Regions from separate parts of the Gasterosteus aculeatus genome. Here region 1 is linked to region 2. A link is a contact called in public Hi-C data. All regions are on one chromosome and are shown on one strand. The core of a region is the stretch at or near the end of the contact, and the rest is flanking DNA. Distances in the headings are between cores, read along the strand shown.

Region 1 (4,566 bases), core at 1,351-3,850, 73 kb after region 2:
GTGTCACTCCACTGACAGGCGCCATTCAGTCCTCATTACGTCCAGCCGTGTCAGGCGTGTCAGAGTTTTCTCCCCACACACCAACACCCCGGCCATATGAAAGCAGGTGACAGGAGGAGTTACTGTCAACTCCCAGCAGCCCCTCTGTCGACTGGAAAAATACGGTGCAAAGATGCAATAACAAGGAGTGCTTCAGCCGGCCGTTGGCACAAAGCAGGGAACAATTAGGGGTGTGTGTGTGTGTGTGTGTGTGTGATTTTCTTCTCTTGCCTCTCGTTCCAGAGACACCCTGCACCTGTAGCGCCGCTGTGTGAAGCGAGGGCAGGAGTGGGAAAAAATAACTTCTCTTTTGACCTTTAAACGCTGACCTTCGCTCCGTTTCAAAGGGTGAAAATGGGTGGCAGAGGAAGATGGAGAACAGCGCGGCAGAGTGGGGGCTGGATTGAAGAAAGTGAAAAGAGCAGCGGCTAAGTTGACGCTTGTTAGCGGCGCCTGGAGAAACGTGATAGCTGTGTGACGCTTCCAGCTCCCCGTGTCAAAAGGTGCCATTTTATTTGGAATTTTACGGTCCTTTTAGACACGCACGGGGGAGCGTTACATGCGAGATGAAACGTAGCGGTGGTCACCGTGGGTCCAATATCATCCAGTGTGTGAGCAGCAGAGACGTTGGAGCCGCACTCGGTGTGCCTCTCTGTTGCCGGTAGGTGCAGCTGTAGTTCAAGCCAGCAGGAGAGTGAAAGAGAAAAGAGTTGAGTTGAGTTACAGTTAATTGAGGGATGCCATTAACAGACCGTGAAAGATTTTGGAAAACAGTTTTAGAACTAAATCGTCTGTGCAGCTAAGGACAGCGGACGTGTTAAGGGGGTCACTGGAAATCGTTTTCCTCGGGTCTCTTCTTGAGCCGGATCAGCTTTCCACGGACTAAGAGAGGAAAAACACACTGTTGTTTGTCTTGACAAAGGAGGCAGGAGAAGCTGTAGTTGTAATCCAAGATGGCAAAGGTGAAATATCAAAGCTCACAGTGACTACGTCCGCTTCTTACCCAATGTTTGTCATCGCTAGTCACATAGTCTTGGTGCGTGTCAGGTGAATTTTTGCTTTCAGACGTTTTAACCTCGACCCAAATGGGAAGTTTCCCCTGCAGGGTCTGCTGGTTGTCGGAGCGTGCCCACTTCCTGTGGGTACAACCACGCTTCCTGTTTGGCTGGTGGGCTCATCTGGTGCAGTCCTGTATGACTCACTGAGCAGCATTGTGTCTGCATAGGCTCCTGTGTGTGTGTGTGTGTGTGTGTGTGTGTGCCTGCCATGCAGACCATAAAGCTGTCTTAACTTTAGCAGTGATTAATACACACATCACTTTCTAAACGCTGCCTGTTCTCCAGCCTCGGCCTCCACAGAGCAGACCAATGTTTGCCTTTCCCAGAGAACCCTCCCCTTCAAGACGAGCGCGGGGTCACAGGGAGAAAAAGAGCATTCTTTAATTTGATGATTAGTCCATGGACTCTTTTGGGGGTGAAAGAAAGGGATTGGCCTCATTAGCCGTAATTGTCTAATTGCCTTTCATCTAAATGGCATGTAATTTTCACTTCACGGATTATACAAATACCATAAATGCACCTCTGTGTTATTTGTATATCTTAGCCAAATAGCAATAGCAGAGTGTGTTTGAATAGGACTGGAGAAATGGACCGAAGGGGGGACAGTGACAAAGAAAGGACTTTTTCTTCTAATGATGTCTGCATAGAGGATCAGGACTCTACCGCTTCATGCTTTCACCACCTGTTAAATAAATTCATATATTTGTGTCTGATCAATTATTTTTTACTCTTGGTTTGTTATGGTTGGATGGCTCTGACTTTCCTACTGATTCTCTTGGAGGAATTGGTTAGTTTTAATACGCTTCATCGTGGCAGTTTGGGATGAAACAGCAACATCGTTGATGGATCCTGATTTTCCTTCAATCATAAAGTTACAAACTGCCATTTGCGGAACATATAACTGAATGAGCCCTTTGAATAGATCTCCTACCACAATGTACCTTGGGAGTCACGGCCCGTTTTTCCCCTCACATTTTTATGTATGCAAAAATGTAAGAAATAGAAACCAAAGAGCAAAAAAGTGGACTTGTAATGCATCTCTTGACAATTAAAAATAAATATGCCCATTCATTCTAAGTTAACGAGATACTTATCCTGGATGGTGTAAGAAGTTTAAATTGGGTTATATTTTAGGGTTGGATAATGTTGGCTCCAGATCTCACAGCATGCCCGTCCCTGGCCCGTCAACACTGCTGTAAGACTCTTAGTACGAGCTCAATAAAGATATGTTTCCCCTACATAGTAGCTGGGGGAGACGGGGGAGACGGGGGGGACGGGGGGGGGGTAGTTTGCATTTGCACAGAAAGGAACAGATCAGCTTGTCTCTCTTTTTCCGCCTCACTTGTGTTGTCTCTGCCACAGGAGGCATCAACCCTCCGAAGGAACAGGCGCTGTAAGTGAGCAGTCTTTCCTTTACCCCCTCCCCCCCCTCGCCCCCCCGCCACACACACACACACACACACACTTAGCAATGCCGGGCCACCTGCCAGCGCGGGCCTGTCCTTTGTGTTGATGTCTGTATAAGCCTGGGATTCTGTTAACCCGGCTCCCCAGGGAGGGCCGACACTGCTGTCGGCCGTCCGGCTGCTGATGGACTGGATGCTTGAGCAGGATGACACACGGGCGGGTCGGTGACAGGAAGAAATGCGTCTCCTGTGATCCATGCAGATATATACAGCGGCGTTCAGTCGCTCAACACTTTCCTTTGACTTTAGTTCATCAGTGTCTCATAGAAAGCTCGTTCAGAGAAGAGGAAACGTGATACTGTGGGTTCGTACCAACATTCTACCGTTCTCCTTTGACAGATGGTGTAGTGGCTGAACACTGTTATTTCCCAAAAGGTGAAAAATAGCTTATTTTCTTGCAATTCAACAACTGCTTTCAGATCTGCGAAAGATGTGTGAAAAAATAATCACTGTTTAACCTTTGTGATGAGAGGTGTCCGTTACTTAGCAACTCCTATATTAATCAATGGAAGATTTAATGGATTAATATAGGATCTAATCTGTATATCTAATCTATTTAGGATCTGTCAGTATCACAAAAGCAGATCATTTGATCCCATATAAAGTTATAATTTGTGTAGGACTGTTATATTAGACTGCAGTAGTTTTAGCTGGGTGTCCCAAATAAACTGTGTGTACCACCGTTAAGTATTTGTCAAATGACAGCTGCCTCTTAGTGTGTGCCTACAGATTAAGAATGATGAGAAGTGACGTCTGTCAGTGGAGCATGTTTACAAGCAGCAAGTTATACCAGCAGATCAGCATTTTTTTCATCGATTCTGAAAGTAAAGTTGACAGTAATGTTGTCTTCTGTTTCTGTTTGAAACGCTGAGTACTGACTTAACAGTCCCCAAAGCGTTCAGCTTCTGATGTGAACACAGGAGAACCGTCCCGGTCCTACTACTTAAAGCTTCTGACTCACTCCAAGAGCTGGAGACAAAGAGACAGGAAACAGTTAACAAAAATCCCCTCACCTAGAAGGATTTGAGGTTTTGCTCCATGTAAGAAGTATCGTGAGATAGTCAGGCCCAGAACTCAGCCAGCCGTTAAGTGTCCTTCTGAAACGTCATGTGAGGCAAGCCGGGAGGCTTAGATGACACATGTCAGGGCCTCATTAGTGGTTTGTGTTACTGATGTTGCGGTCAATTGTGTTATTACAGTTGTTAGAGTACAGATTGATACAGGACGTCGGCGTTCAGAGGGCTGCACGTCGACGTTTGCACACTCAAAAGACGGAGACAAGCCAGGCTTCCCCTCCTAGACCAACTGTCAAATGTGATTGCAGGAAAGTATTTAAGGGCTATTTACCCCTAAATTAAGTAGAATTATGTAATCACTGTGGATATCCTGCAGGAGTATGTACATAAGAAGTTTAATAACTTTTGCATGTCTGTATTAAGAAGCTCTCAATCTCGGATGTCTGGATGGGAAATGCGGCCCATCTGCTGAACGAGGCGGCGGGGATGGAGATGATTGCATCACAGGATCATCCATTAGTGCTGTCATCTGGAAGTCACCGTGGGACCACAGCGCGGCGAGCTGCTCGGCTCCGACCGCTTCATTTAGCAGCACGCGGCGGGTCTTCGGCAGGTCACACGGGCAGGAGGCTGGCGGTCCTCTCTTAGCAGCGCAGCCTTCAAATGTTAATTGAAACATCCGCTGTACCTCTTTTTCCCTCCAAGTACTGAGTCTGATACCCAAAGAGGGTGAGCGATTTAACAAAGCTAGTGGTGGGACTCTGAGGACAGAAACTTTGGTCATTACATTTCATTTTGATGGCGCTTTTATCCAGAGCGACTTTCAACCCTAGAATGAGAATCAAGAAAGTACAATTACTTCAAGAACGCCAAACTACAAAGTGCTAAAAGTAAGTGCTATTTTAAGCAAAGTGCTACTTTTTCAAAGTATGATCAGAAGAGGTGCGCTTTTCTAATTCTTTCTCATTTTTAGCTTTTAGGTTCACA
Region 2 (4,001 bases), core at 1,270-3,769:
CGGTTGGCAACACATTTTATTATCTCTTTTCAGGTCCCGAGCACTGCTCCCCTAAATCAACAAAGGTGGCAGCTGATAATGGCATGGCGCAGTGCTACGAAAACAATATGTGGAAGCCATTTATATGGGAATATTTATGAATTAAAAGTAATTCAAACCAATAAATGGGTATTTAATATGAATGTAATCTAACCTAATAATACAGTTTTTCTCTGAGGTAGCAGGCCAGAAAGGGGATATTCGACTGGTTACGTTATATATTTGCAAAGTATTTATTGTGTGTCCCTCTTAATAGGGTTGTCCCTGGAGTTTGGTGGGAGTCTTAGAAGAATCTGGAAAGATCTACAAATCCATGCAAGGACCAGCGAGGGTTTTCCCAACATTTAGCTTGCATGGCTAACGTCAAGATATCATTTATTTCACATAGAGAAATAGTGACTCTGATGTATTAAGACTAGTTCTTCCTGCATTAACAGAACAAACTGACATGCCATTAAAGGGAGACAGAATTTCATTTTTCTTGAATAAATACCATCTGAATAGTTTATTTTGTCTCCTGCAGTGCCAGCCGGGCCAAATAGTCTGACTTCAGTATGATGATCTGCTACACTGCAGATGCACTGTACCGCCGCTGAGCACATCATCTCCAGACCCTCCAACGTGGGTAACAAGTAGCCAGGACCACATGCTGTCCACCTGGGGCTCTGCTTCTATCCAGCCGACACAGCAGCAGCCTGTTGAGATAAACAACCTCAAAGCTCTGCGCGTGTTGGCCTACATCTAATTAGCCAACGCATTTAACTAATGAATGTTGCTGTGACACTCAATACGGGGCAATGGAGACGATGGCGCCGGCTCGAGTGCGGCTTGTGCGTTAGTGCGGTGGAGCGCGCGCTTTCGTTCTACGCGCCGTCCCCGCAACGCAAACGTGCACTCGAGTTCTCGCCAAGAAGCGCCGTATTTCTCCGCGCGCCGCGCGATGACTGTCGGCCTGCAGCGGCCGCGCGAGGCGAGTCCGTCTCCTCCGGCCGCCTGCAGCCCGTTTTTATGGCCAAGTGGTGATGCAGAGAAGGGGGGGGGGGCAATGCTGCTGCGGTAAACCCGCGAGTGGAATAATATGAGGGTGTTGTGTGTGTGTGTGTGGGGGGGTGGAATAAAATCTAGTCCATGCGTGTGTCTGCGCGTCGGTGCGCGCGCTCGTGTGTGAGAGCGCTATTTAAAAAGTTAGTAGATCATGGTGCCGTCCGTGGTGATAGGTGGGAGAGGGAGGGGGGGTAAGGGAGCTGGGGGGGGGGGGTTATGTGCACTGTGCACTGCGCGTCCCCAAAAACCCAGGGCTCGCCGATAGCGGAGGCACAGAATAAGTTGGCGCCCCTGCATGGTACCACTCGCTGCATCAGTAGATCTCTTACCAACACAACCATCAAACGAATAATGCAGATACACGCAGGCACGCACAAACACACACACACACACACACACACACACACACCCACACACACACACACACACACACACACAGTCTCTCGCGCACGCACAAAGCCGGTTCACAGCCAAACGGAGGCATAACGGGGATAGAGCTTACCACTTGGATTCTTGGTTTTCTTAAGACTCTTGCCACAAAGACACTGCAGCATATGCGTTCCTTTACTGAAAATGTTCCAAAGAAACCACATTGATTTGGGCGAAGAGCAATCCTGTGGCTTAAACACCCAGATATAGATGAGATCCTTGCGGTTGCATAATAACACAATTGGATCAGTTCTCCGGGACAAGGCGACCAATTGCACCATAGAAAAATAGCTATGTCCAAGTCCTACAGCGTTTGCATTTACGTGGCAGATATTCGGTGTCTGTCAGACTTCGCAACAGCGGTGTGTTTTCTTCTCCTGCCGGCGTGCAAAGGATGCCTCCTCAACTAGTCGATGATAGAAAACACACTGTGTAAATTGCATGTGTCGCACCGGGGAGGAGACGGGCCGCCGGTAAACAAACACACAACTAACGTGAGAATAGTGGAGCACGGTGGCTTTCCGCGAAGAAAACCATCGCCTATTAGTTCATCACTCTGAGGAGAGGAGGGTGGATCTGCACAGCATCAAAAGCCAAGGGAGGATGCATCCTATGCACTGACTGCTGCAGTGATAGCCACAACAAGACGCCACATTGCCGGATCCGTTTCCAATCTCTACGCTTCTTCTGTGTAAAAAAAAAAAAAAAAAAAAAAAAGAACCTGCTGCTGCTTTGGCTGGGTCAGATAACGCCGACGTCAGTTCTCATTTCCCAGGAGTCCCACACCGCAGCGCTTTCCGTTTAGGACCAAACCGCTTGTAGGGGCTTGCGTGCCCGTGGTTCCTGGCGCGTGCGTTTTCTTCGCTGTTTTCGTCGGGGGGTTGATTTCACCTCCTCGAGCCTTTCAGCACCTTCGCCACTGGCATCTCCAAAAAATAAAAAATAAAAAAGTGCGGCGCGCCTACAACAACATGTGCACGGGTGTCGTCCGACGTCGGGACCTGTGGTGGAGAGAGCCGCGGAGGAGGGGTTACATCCAAACACCCCCCCCCCCCCCCCCCCCCCCTCTCCATCACGTAGCACGTGGGTCCTGCGCCGTCATTTCAGTGATGCTGCTCCAAACACTTTTTGATGACCGGACGGATGATCAGAGTCTCATTTGTCGGCCCGAAGGCCGTTTCGACGCCTCGGAAATCACTGTGAGTGCGTGTTATTTCCACGCGTGCACTGCTCGTAATTCGCAGCCGTCGTACTCGTAGTTGACGTTTTATTTGCCCCTCGGTTCCTCGAGTAGTCGCAGCCGGTGCAGGTGTTAAGCGCCACCTGCGATGAGGACTCGCTGCGCTGGTGTCAATGCACCCTTAGCATGACGGATGCAGCACCGCGGGGTGCACAGGAGCACACAGGGGGGATTACTGGTACACAAGGACCTGAATCCATTTAGCTGCAGAATTAAAATAAAAAAATATAATCCAGTCACCTCAACAGAATTTAGAGAAAAGACAGGATAGACATTTAAGGGCAAGATAGTTTACTATTTGCCTGCTGCTGTTTTGTTTCCCTCGTCCCTGAGGACCAGGGGGCTGCTAGTGTTGTTGCTCATGACGGCTGTTTCCTCGTGACTGCTTCTCTCTGAGGATTTAAAGGTTTTTCCATCACAGACAAAGTGAGAGGAAGACATTGTCCTCCCCTGATCATGTCTTCCCTCGGCAGGCGGATGGCTGCGTCCTTGGTGGAAACTTTCACCCGAAGCGCGCACAAGAGTTGATTTGGTGTTTTTTGATATCCAACGGTCCTGCTCCTCCTCCTCTGTGTTACACATTGTTCACATCTGGGATTTAATGATCTTTCAGCGTGACCCCCCCCCCCCCCCCACACACACACACACACAAATAGAAGAAGTCTGTGTGTCTGCCAGTGTTTGGAAAGGGAAAAAATGAGCTACTCATAGCACCTGTGATCGGGGTCAACACTATATTAGCGTTGACCCCGATCACAGGTGCTAGATACTGTTTCGTAGTAAGCCATCTCCGTTAGACTGCACTACAAAGAATACTAAATGAACAGCGTTATGTCCCCACACAGAAAAAACAACCTGTTTACAAAGCTTATTTTTTAAAGTAGGTCTGTGCTAACACGGGAATAGAGCATCAGATGAGCCGATTGACTCCAATTTTCCATATGACCTCCAAAACCATCATATGTAGCATGCATCTCTGCGACATGTGTGACATTCAAATGATCTATTTTTTATCATTACATCCTTTCTTTGACAACTGATGACACGTTACAGTTGACTAAAAGCTTTCTGATCCGATGCAACGTTGAGTGAGCAGAAGGCCGAGGGTTCGGGCCAACGACGTTCACCACAGTACAGGAAGCTCCATGCCGGACTGGAGGGGTCCATTAACGGGGGCGGGGGGGTTCGTCGTGTGTCCATCTTGGAAATACGCCATTAATGAACTTCAATCACCTAGTTTCCTGGTGCC

Evidence for each region. A called contact is a pair of places that touch in the nucleus more often than the background predicts.
Region 1: a Hi-C map of skeletal muscle shows a contact between it and region 2, with 1.9 times the contacts expected there. The contact joins the enhancer-like site here to the promoter of fgf14 in region 2.

The regions. Positions count from the first base shown.
Region 1 is chr16:3,683,966-3,688,531 of fGasAcu3.hap1.1, forward strand. No RefSeq gene overlaps it. Among protein-coding and RNA genes, the nearest start is that of asmtl, 40 kb to the left of the region's middle. Within about 2 kb of position 2,601, at least 5 of the 9 cell types and tissues checked have open chromatin away from gene starts, as enhancers often do.
Region 2 is chr16:3,610,709-3,614,709 of fGasAcu3.hap1.1, forward strand. fgf14 (fibroblast growth factor 14) reads right to left here and starts at 2,520. Exons shown (of 5, transcript XM_040200628.2): 1 at 1,586-2,520. The coding sequence starts at 1,793.